Regions from separate parts of the Pan troglodytes genome. Here region 1 is linked to region 2. The links are chromatin contacts, called in public capture Hi-C maps. All regions are on one chromosome and are shown on one strand. Each heading gives the region's core, a stretch centred on a gene start, on an enhancer-like site or on the middle of the called end of the contact. The rest is flanking DNA. Distances are from core to core; before and after follow the strand shown. Region 1 overlaps SDCCAG8 (SHH signaling and ciliogenesis regulator SDCCAG8). Region 2 has its middle 82 kb from the start of SPMIP3.

Region 1 (5,366 bases), core at 2,640-5,139, 810 kb after region 2:
GAATGTATGTCCTGTACTGCCCCTTTCCTGGCTCATTCTCTCAGATTCCTAATTAGCCTTGGCTGCCTGCAGAGGAAGAACAGGGGGCTCCTTGGGGATGCCCCCAAGTGATGGGGGGATCAAGTCCTGCTCTTCTCATGAAAAGAATCATATTATGTTAGGGCTGAGAGGCACCTTAGAGAACATTCAGTTCAGCCCATTATGGTGAAGCCAAGAAAGTATAAGTGACTTGCCCAAGGTCAGGCAGCCTGTCTGTAGTAAATCTGGCGCTAGAGCCCACATCTCTTGACTCTAAATCCAGTGAGCTTTGCAGCATCTCAAAATCCTTTTTTGAAACGCCCGACATTCTTCTATTCCATGTCAAACTTGAGAATTTAAGGGAAGGACCCTGAGAGAGAGAACACGCTGGGTAACCTTCTGGGCAGCAGCTGACACCAGCTCATTTTCCGAGGCCTGGGGGCGGGAGAAGAGGGAAATCCCTAGGCCAGGGATTCCCCAATGAGCTCAGTGAGGAGAACCAGACTTGATTTTAATTCTTTTAAAATTTCCAATCTATTGTAGACTAATGGTTTTGTGGAGTACAATAAAAAGGAGGAAGCAGTGTTTGATTGCTTTGAAAATTTCTGACTCAATTTCAGTTCTTGCCTCATCCCAGACCAGTAACAGTTTGAGGACCGTACTCTGGAAACCACACTCTGAGCCACATTGATCTCATCCACAGACTGGTGTTGGCACAAAGGATGCAAAAGAGGCCAGAAGCTTGGAATACCACGTTGGGAAGCCCACAGTGCCACAGTGGCCCCCAGTGAATGGGCCCATGGCCAAGGGGACACTTTCAGCTCTTCAAGCTCCAGCACTGCTGCCTCTGACAGAACCTAAAGCCTCTGACAATATCACCGAGGCTCTTCAAAGACCAACTTCTTCAAACAGTGCTTCTACCAAAAAGGAGGCACAGCTTCATCTTAGGGCAATTAGATCTGTTGTATCACTACCTTGTAACCTTCTTAAAATACAAGTGCTATCGAACAAAGGCTGAGTTTGTAATACCTTTGGAAGACTGGGCATGAATAAAGGATCCTGACACCATGAAACAGGAGTTGACACGTTATGAATCTCAGACTTTGAAGAACCTAGAAGACCGTCTGCCTGAAGCAAGAGTTACCTTAATCAGCTTTGTCTCAAGCAAGAACAGAGTAATGGTGAGGATAGCCCCACTGTGCAAAGGAAATGGGACAGAGGAATAGAAATTGTTGAAAATCAGAATCTTTGCAGAGTAGTATCTATGCTGCATGTGGCTCAAGGCCATACAGAAGCACCAGCAGGAAAACCCACACTGCCACGCACACTGTACCCTACCTCACCCTAAAGCCGTCCTTAAAAATGGGTTTATTTGGAAATAATGTCAAACTGATAAAAAGTTGCAAGAATATTACAGAGAATACCAACATACCCTTTATTCAAATTCACCTACTGTAATAATTTTGCCCCATCTGATTGATTACGCTCTCCTGCCTTTCTCTCCGTGTGTGTGTGTGTGTGTGTGTTTGTGTGTGTGTGTGTGTGTGTGTACAGAACCAGTTGACAGTAAGCTGCATGCACCATTGCCCTTTTATCTTATATGCTACAGTGTGTATTTCCTAAGGATAAAGGCATTCTCTTACAGAACCACAGTATATTACCAACTACAGTCAATTTCATATTGATCTAATAGCTTCATCTAACCTACTGAATTGGATTCTAATCTTGTTGACTGGCCCAATAATGTTCCTTTCTTCCCACTCCAGAAAAGATCCTTCATACTTAGTTGGCATGTCTCTATTTAGACTTCTTTAACCCAGAGTGATTACAAGCCAGTTTTATTTTGTTGAATGCTATTTGCAACTAAATTACCAATAGTCTTAACGGAAGACATGGAACTATCAGACGCATGGAGGCCCTGTTCAGTTGCCATCTTGGGTTTGGGGGGCACACTGCTGTGTTTTCAGGAAGTTTCTGGTGCTCCCAGAGACTAAAACCCTCCTGGTGTGGTCCCAGAGTATGTCACGTTCCACACTGTGGTGAGGTCTTCCTCAATTTCCTTCATATTTGACCATTCTTGGGATAGCCAAACGAGCCACAGAGGTGTGATGGCATAGGATTGGGCCCACGGCAGCTAAGTAACCCGATTCAATCACTGCAGCCCACTTATTGGCACACCTCTTAATTAGGTTTTAATGCAAGTAATTTGATAACAACCCCTGGCCATCCACTACAGAACTGTCAATGCTGAAAGCTTTTTATTTAGCTCCTCTTCTGTCTAAACCAAGGCAGCCTCCCCGCTGACCCTTGTCAAAGAACCCCATCTGCTGGTTGCCACGGTAACTGAAGGCGACCAATTGAGCTGAACAGAGTGACTCAGAAATAAAATCTGCAGCCAAAGGAATTCTGCAAAGAGCAATAAATCATTTAGTAAAAGGGGGTCCTCCACACACTGATGAGTGTTGGGATAATATGATGGCATAACTCTTCCAGCTAGAAGGTCCATGACAGATCAGAGTGATTAGGCCTGCTGGAGGGCTCATTTGGTTTCTAGTGGGTTCCAGCAGCAGACGAGATGGAGCCTGCCCAGTTGTGTGCCACTGTGGGGGAGAAGGAATATGCGGAGTCAATTTTTAATATTTGGGCTGCAAAATTTTGCTTTTTGAGGAGTGGCAAGAGAACCAGTCTAGGCTTCCAACACCCCTTCCTCTATTTTTCAAAAGTAGCACACGTTCACAGAATGCCCAATTTTAGCCCAAAAAGCACCTTGAGCCTTGAGGAAGGTGACAAAGAACAAATACCAAGATTGCTTTGGAATATGCCAGTTTAGCACCATCTCTCTGTCATCAATCAACCTTTAGGTGTTCCAACCAGAAACCCTCTGTGTGCATAAGCCTTGGGTCCTCGCGAAAGCAGGGGAGAGCCTGGAATTCAACTCAGAGGCCCCAGAGGATCTCTGAGGATGATCTGAGAGCGGACGAGGGGTTTGTCTCTCCCCAGGACTGGGTCAGTGTTGCTTATGGAGCCCCATACACATCCTTCCCACATTAAGATTTCCTGAGTAAGAGGCGCCGGAGGGAAGGGGGAGCAGGGGCCTTCTTCCAGGCTGCTCCCGGTTACAGTACACAGTGGCCCCTCACCCCTCACACCACAGGCCATGGGTCCCAGTCACAGCCCCCACTCCTGGTGAGCACCTGCTGGGTAGACTCGGAAACCCCTGCAGGCAATAGAAAGACCCCCGCCCCAGACATGCTAAACCATCCGGACAGTATTCACTGCTATATGCCCGTCTCTTGGTTGTGTTGGGAGAAGCAAAGCTTAGTGGCGGCGGTAGAACTGCCCTGATAGCAAATGACAACAGGAGAGGAGCTGTAGGACAGGGCTCAGGGCCTGTGCGTGTCCAGGAGGGGCTGCAGGACAGAGCTTGGGCCTGTGCGTGTCTGGGGGCGGCCTGCCCTGCCAGCTCCTCTCCTCCCAGGCTGAATGCCACCTTTTACAGAGGTGCATTGGCAGGATCCGGACATTCCCCCAATCCCTGACCCACATGGCAATGGGGTACCCTATTACTAAGTCATCCCTAGAGATAATTTTCTGCTTCAGAAAAGAGCAACTGCTAAACAGAAGGTAGATTTTCCCCCGATTCTAAATGCTGCCAATAAAATGCTTCAGTCTCGGAGTTGAGTGAAATTCCGTTGACGGAGTTAGGAACGGCTGTGCACGTTCAGGACGAGCCTCCTCCCTTACTCAACCAGTCCGAGGAGGAGCGCATCTAGCCGAGCCCTCCGCTGCCACGCCGCGTCCCGGGAGCTCCCAGCCTGCCTTCCACCCCACGCTGCGCAATTGTGCCTCTGCAGGTGGAACAGACCGCAGGGCTCCACGTGCGCCTCCCGCACGCCAGCACCTGCTCTCGGGCCACCGCGGAGCGCTCCAGGCAGGAGACACCCCTCTCCCTCGCCGGGCAGGGTGGCCTAGGCGGCCAGGTCTCAGCGCTGCCGGGCGGTGCACCGTCCTCTCGGCCTCCCTGCCCACCCAGACCTCCCGGCGGCTGCTTCGACTCTGGATACTAGGCCCGGGCTCGGCCGAGCCCCGAAGCCGCGCGAGAGGGCCTGGAGCCCGCACCTGGAGGGCAGCCGGCCGGGGCTTGGGGAGGCTGGGTGCGGAGCATCTGGCTCAGGCGACTCCACGGGGGCTCGCAGGGCCTCTGGACTTTGGCAGAAGGAGAGGATTAAACCGGGATGACCGTTGAGAGGAGGAGATGGGTGAAAGCTTCATTAACTCCATGCTCACGTCCCAAGTTCTTTCCCCTGAGAGGCAATGAGTAAAAAGGTTGATTTCCCCGCGATGGGAAAGGTGCTGCGTGATTGCATTTGCTTTTCTTACCTTTTAATTCCTTATTTGTAAATCAATGAATCATTGTTTGTCAGTGATCATGAAGGACTCAAATTTTAATAAACAGGAAAAAAAAATCTTGGCTAATAGGCCAAAGAAATACTGCAACCCGTTTACATGTCTATGTTAGTGATTAAGCTTCTCATGTGACTTAATTGAAACTGGCAAGGATCTTGAGAACTCAAAGAAGTACTTCTCCCCCCGTCAACTCTCCTCCAATAACCAAACTCATTTGTAAGACCCCTCCTAAAAAGTGCCATGGAAAATGGAGCTTCCTGATTCCATAAAAATATTTTCAGTAAGTACTGCTTCATGACAGTTGTTCAGACTTGAATTCCCTTCCCCTCTTTACAAAGTTACCGTTTAGTTTCACTTCTGAGCCCTACTTCCAATTCTTTGTCTCTGCTCACTCTCCCGCTTTCTCCTCCATATTTCAATTCCCAGACACTCTTGAACTTTTGCACACGCTGCCAGTTTGAGCCTGCACAGAATAATCAGTATATTAATTCCACTCGGAGACAGTGAGATTTTTCTAACACAATCTGCCCAACCTGAACTCTTTCCTTCAGAAACACTTCGCCTTTAAAAAGAAACTTCCCAGCATGAACCTCATAAGAAGCGACATGTAACAGACAGTGCATGTGGCGCTGGGCATGCAGCTCAGAATTAAAAGAGAATTTTTTACTTTGTTTCTTCAGTGCCATGTGCATAATGTACATGTGGATGAAACTGACATCAGACATTTAAAGCAAGAAGGGGGAGGGGGAGGGGGATGTGATGGTGGCGGGAAAGAGAGAGAAAATATGTTGATAAAAACAGTAACTTCTGTTAATCTACATTTTTCAGTCACTGTCTTAATTAAGAATGTTAGGAAATATGTTGCAGTTTAATTGCATTGTTTCAAGAAATTCGAAGACTGACAAATTTGGGACCATGTACACTTGGAAGGTAAAAGAGAT
Region 2 (5,757 bases), core at 2,307-4,806:
TATCTCTCCCCGTCTGCTCTCTCTCCCTGACTGCTATCTCTCCCTGACTGCTATCTTTCCCTATCTGCTATCTATCTCTGACTATCTCTCCCTCACTGCTATCTCTCCCTGACTGCTATCTCTCCCTGACTGCTATCTCTCTCCCTGACTGCTATCTCTCCCTGACTGCTATCTCTCTCCCTGACTGCTATCTCTCCCTGACTGCTATCTCTCTCCCTGACTGCTATCTCTCTCCCTGTCTGCTCTCTCTCCCTGACTGCTATCTCTCCCTGACTGCTATCTCTCCCCGTCTGCTCTCTCTCCCTGACTGCTATCTCTCCCTCACTGCTATCTCTCCCTGACTGCTATCTCTCCCTGACTGCTATCTCTCCCTGACTGCTATCTTTCCCTGACTGCTATCTCTCTCCCTGACTGCTATCTCTCCCTGACTGCTATCTCTCCCTGACTGCTATCTCTCCCTGACTGCTATCTCTCTCCCCGTCTGCTCTCTCTCCCTGACTGCTATCTCTCCCTGACTGCTATCTCTCCCCGTCTGCTCTCTCTCCCTGACTGCTATCTCTCCCTGACTGCTATCTTTCCCTATCTGCTATCTATCTCTGACTATCTCTCCCTCACTGCTATCTCTCCCTGACTGCTATCTCTCCCTGACTGCTATCTCTCTCCCTGACTGCTATCTCTCCCTGACTGCTATCTCTCTCCCTGACTGCTATCTCTCCCTGACTGCTATCTCTCTCCCTGACTGCTATCTCTCTCCCTGTCTGCTCTCTCTCCCTGACTGCTATCTCTCCCTGACTGCTATCTCTCCCCGTCTGCTCTCTCTCCCTGACTGCTATCTCTCCCTCACTGCTATCTCTCCCTGACTGCTATCTCTCCCTGACTGCTATCTCTCCCTGACTGCTATCTCTCCCTGACTGCTATCTCTCCCTGACTGCTATCTCTCCCTGACTGCTATCTCTCCCTGACTGCTATCTCTCCCTGACTGCTATCTCTCTCCCAGTGTGGAAGAGAGGAAGAAACTCCTATTTTGAGACATGGCCTGTGGAGGAGAAAAGCCCCAGGTTGCATCCACAGGGTGGTGTCTCTGGAAGATTCTGGGATAGCCCCGTAAGAGTTTGGTGGAAGAGGCAGGGTGCAATGGCTCACGCCTGTAATCCCAGCACTTTGGGAGGCCAAGACAGGTGGATTGCTTGAGGTCAGGAGTTTGAGACCAGCCTGGCCAACATGATGAAACCCCATCTCTACCAAAAATACAAAAGTTAGCTGGGCATGGTGTTGTGCACTTATAATCCCAGCTACTCGGGAGGCTGAGGCAGGAGAATCACTTGAACCTGAGAGGCGGAGGTTGCAGTGATCTGGGAGCCCACCACTGCCCTCCAGCCTGAGTGACAGAGCAAGATTCAGTATTAAAAAAAATAAAAAGAGTTAGGTGGGAGGAATGAGTGCCTTCTCTGATTCAGGCGTTCTGGCATGTCACCTCTAGGGGATTGAAGGGGGACCCTCATTCTGTAGGGCAGAGGGATAACCTTTCACCTCCATCCCCCATATGTGCCCCAGGATCTCCTGTAGACACAGCCTACCTCCCCCTCCTATAATCCTCACCAGTGAGCACACTTGGGGTGCTGGTGACTCATCCTGGATCCTAAGGGAGGCTTCCTGAGGATGGGCCTAGTGAACCAAACTTGGAGACAGAAGGTGAGTATGGAGACAGTGGAGCCCAGCCCGGAGGGAAGATGGCCTGGACATGAGTCATCCGTCCTCATCATTCGCCCAAGGATTCGATGTTCCTTTGGCTGGCATCTATTTTCTCTTTGCAAAACTATTGATCCTGCTGCCAAATGTACCCTAAGCCTACCTTATGCATCAGTGAGATGAATGATAAATTCAGTAACCCAAGGACACAGTAACAAGCGGGCACAGAGGACAGTGACTTGGACTTTCATCAGTAGACTTTACACTGGTTGGGCCATGGCCCGAGCAGGACTGAAATTCAGCAGGAGATGAGGACAGTAACATTTGGGTTTGTTCACCAAGCCCCCAGCTTGGCACCAGAAATTTTTGGCTTTCTGCAAACAGCTGCACAGAAGCAGTGGCCAAACCCAGCTAGTGTGTGATGAGTCATCTTGCGTCAGCATCGTGCAGCACAGACATCCTATGAGGGCTCCTTTAGCTGCTGTGTCTGGTTTGGGCTTTTTCCAAAAGACGAGGGAGCCAAATACCTAAGCCCCCACACTAATGAGCACTTTGCGATTCCATGTAAGCAAACTTATTTCACCTCCCAAGACGCATCTACACTCCTCATTATTCATTGGCTGGCCCCGTGAAGCAAGGCCGAAGAAACTGACTTGACTTAAATCAGAAAAATGAAAACGGAGAGGACTTGGCAATATGTATCTTTAGGAAAGCATGAGACAGTGTAAAGTCCTTCTCTTTATTCTGAGGCCAGGGCTTTAGACTATAGTAAGGTTAGTCATTGAAACCGATTTCAAGTTTCTAAAGTTTTACCAAGTATGATGATAGAATCTACTTCTCTAGGGATTTTTAATATATTCATGTGCATATGATTTTAAAGTGGACAAGGCACTCTTCATATGCATGATCTTATGTAAACACTACAAAACTCCAAGAATCAAACATTTATTATGACCTCCATTTTACAGATGAGAAAACAGGTTCCTAAAAATGAAATTATTTGCTCAGGGATGATGTCACAAATCACTGACAGAGCTTAAACGCGGGAACCAACATTCTGACTCCAAATCCCATTGATGTTTTCCCCAAACGATACAAGAAATGTCTTAAATGAAAGTCCATGTAAATATTTTGAAGAACCCTTCCAACGTCTTACCTAGACTGTGTTTTATGATGCTGAGAAATTGATCTACACGTGTGCATCCCTCACATGGCCACAAGATGGCAGGGTAGCCTCGATGATTGAGAAATTGGCTTCATACCTTGCACCAGCAGAGGGCTGTAGTTCCATGTTTCAAAAAGTAAGACATGGAAAAAAAAAAAAAAGAAAAGAAAAGAAAAGAAAAACAAAACAAAACAAAACAAAACCCATCAGTGTCTACATTGATGAAATAGGATGGTGGGAGGTTTGTTTTTCTTTTTGCCTTTTCTTTTTTAAATTAGGCAGTGAGAGTTCAAACAAACAAGTCTCCATTTTCACCTCTGTGTTTGCTTTTGGAGGCACGAGGTCAGGACTTGGGCCAGCCGCCTAGCCTACATTATTCATCTGTCCAGTTCCAGCCCTGGAACAAATGTGAAGAAATGAAGTAGCTTCAGTGGAGGGAAAACAGTGTTGTTATTGTTGCTGGTGACAGTTCTATTTGCCAACAAACATAAAAACATACTTTGGAACCCAAATGGGCTTGTCAGAGGGAACTTTTGTTCCATGTTTGGGCTGGGATGCTTCCAGATAGAAATCAGGCTGGCATTTGAACTTCAGGAGGCAGGGAGAGAGCTGTGCACAGCAGCTACTGACCCGAAAGGCCAGGCCATCAGCTGCAGTTTTCATCTGGGTGTCGTTTGACCACAGCCCACGCGGCTCTGGGTTGCCAACTGGGGTCACTGCCCTGAATGGGTATTATGGGGGAGGAGAGCAGGGCAGGCAGGCCAGGAGGATGGGCTTGCCACAAAAGGGGATTAACAGGCTTTGGATTCTGAGTTTTTGGAAGGTGGTTCTCACTTTGGGGCTTTGGGATGGTGAAAGCGGTCCTGATTCTGGGGGATTTATTTGCTGTAAGGTCTCAATTATCCCAAGACTGTTGGCAGCACCTTGGAGATCCCTTTGCTACATGGATTAATTACTCCAGGGATAAAGCCATCCTCACTGTGTCTGCTGGTGAGTGTTTAGGGTCTGCAAACTCATGTAAATGCCAGTCTAAGGAAGCATAATTCAGAAGGCCAATCTGCCCATCCCCTGCTACTGTTACATAATTCAAGGTGAAGGTCCCAACCACAGCTGTCCGGGGGCTGCCTCCTCCCTCGCAGATGGAAGAAGCTTGCTTGATGGACTGGACTTACACTAATATGCTATCTATTTGGAAAGAAGAGATGGCGATAAATTACTACCATGGTGAATATCATTAAAATGCCGCAGAACCAAAAGCACTGTGTGAATGTTAACTCCAGGCACCTCGCATCGCCACTCCACAAAGCTCCGGTATCACCCAACACTTTAAATTGAGCTCTAAAGCTGGAAAGGCATCTTAGAGATTAGCGGGTCCAGACGTCCGTGTCTAAGACAGCAAGTTCCCCCTAGGAGGAGTTCAAGAAATGTTTGGTGAATGAGTGAGCCTTTCATTTTACAAATCATGTAACAGCCCCTGGGAAGTGAAGCAATTGCCCCCATCGCACACCTCATTGGTGGCAGACCAGGCACTACGGCACAGCTGGCTAACTCTCAGGTTAGTCCTGTTTCAATTCCATTTTGCTGCCTTGCATTTAAAAAACTCATTTTTATTTTGTTGCTTTTTTCTTTTCAAGCCTTCTTTTGATCTACAGTTCGCTTCAGAACTACACAGTAATGAGGCGGAAACCTCTTGGTTCTCACCTTCAGATTCATTTGGTCTCAATTTCCAACCACTGGGCCTTGTAAACCTTAACTGGCTCTAGAGCTAAATAGTTCAATTTCCAGCATTCGGCCTCAGATTTATGGACACTTACGATAGAAGACTCAAATGTATTCAATAGATCAGGGGTTGAAAACTTTTCTGGAAAGGGCCAGATAGTCAATACTTTAGGCTTTGCAGGCCATACAGGCTCGGTCACAACTATTCACTTTTGGGGTTTTAGCGTACAAGCAGCTGTAGAGAATACGTACATGAATGAGCATGGCTGTGTTCCAGTGTAAGAGAAAAATAGGCAGGAGGGGAAACAAATTCGGCCCTTGGGTCAAAGTTTGCTGACATTGCAAAGGAGGACTTGGTCTGTGACTTAGTATTTTCCAGCATATTCCAGATCTAAGCAAAGTTGTATCATTCATTTTTGTAGAGTCCTTTCACATTCCCAGTCTATCCACCCACCTTAAATAGAATTCTTAATTTTTTCAATCAGAGATTTGACAGTCCTTATGAGGAAATGTATCTGTGTGGTGCTCTTGGGTTTATGTGTCAGGAAGTCTGGGTTTGTGAGATAGTGTCTTGGCTTGGGCTTCTTAACAGGCTGGGTGGTTTGAGCAACAACACTTTATTCCTGAGTTCTGAAGGTGGGAGGCTGGGAAGTCTAAGATCAAGGAGCAGGCCGATCCAGAGTCTGGCGAGGGTCCCCTTCCTGGTTGGCAGGTGGCTTTTTCTCACTGTATCTTCATGTGGCAGAGAGAGTGAGAGAGTGCTCTTGTGTCTGTTCTCATAAGGGCACTAATTCCATTCATCAGGGCCCCACCCTTATGACCTGATCATCCCCCAAAGGCCCCACCTCCAAATACTGTCACATTGGAGAGTAAGGCTTCAACATATGAATTTTGGGGACATACATACATTCAGTTCATAGCTATAGGTAGGTAAAGCCAACACAATAGCAAACTTTAGAGATGAAGAAACTGAAGGAGGAGGATTGGAGGCTGGAATCTTAACTGTCTAATATGTACCCAACACTATGCTATGCCAAGCACGGTACTACGTCACTGAATCCTTGCAAGATCTGGGGGAGATTTTCATTATTATGCCAACTTTATAGATAAATACTGAGAGATTAGATAATGTGCTCAAGTCTTATTCTAGGAAGCAGCAGAGCTCTGTCTAGAACTCTATCTAG

What was found. Capture Hi-C pulls out chosen DNA fragments and counts their contacts.
Region 1: a capture Hi-C map of stem cell-derived neural stem cells shows a contact between it and region 2, with 13 times the contacts expected there. The contact joins two enhancer-like sites. A contact is called at or near these places in 2 of 7 Hi-C or Micro-C datasets (induced pluripotent stem cells and stem cell-derived neural progenitor cells) and 1 of 1 other capture datasets (stem cell-derived neural stem cells).

The regions. Positions count from the first base shown.
Region 1 is chr1:5,690,157-5,695,522 of NHGRI_mPanTro3-v2.0_pri, forward strand. All of the region lies in intron 15 of SDCCAG8 (SHH signaling and ciliogenesis regulator SDCCAG8), which reads right to left. Among named protein-coding and RNA genes, the nearest start is that of MIR4677, 130 kb to the right of the region's middle. Within about 2 kb of position 3,890, at least 7 of the 24 cell types and tissues checked have an H3K27ac peak or open chromatin away from gene starts, as enhancers often do. A contact at or near this core is called in stem cell-derived neural stem cells, where this site is marked.
Region 2 is chr1:4,881,540-4,887,296 of NHGRI_mPanTro3-v2.0_pri, forward strand. No RefSeq gene overlaps it. Among named protein-coding and RNA genes, the nearest start is that of SPMIP3, 82 kb to the left of the region's middle. Within about 2 kb of position 3,557, at least 8 of the 24 cell types and tissues checked have an H3K27ac peak or open chromatin away from gene starts, as enhancers often do. A contact at or near this core is called in stem cell-derived neural stem cells, where this site is marked.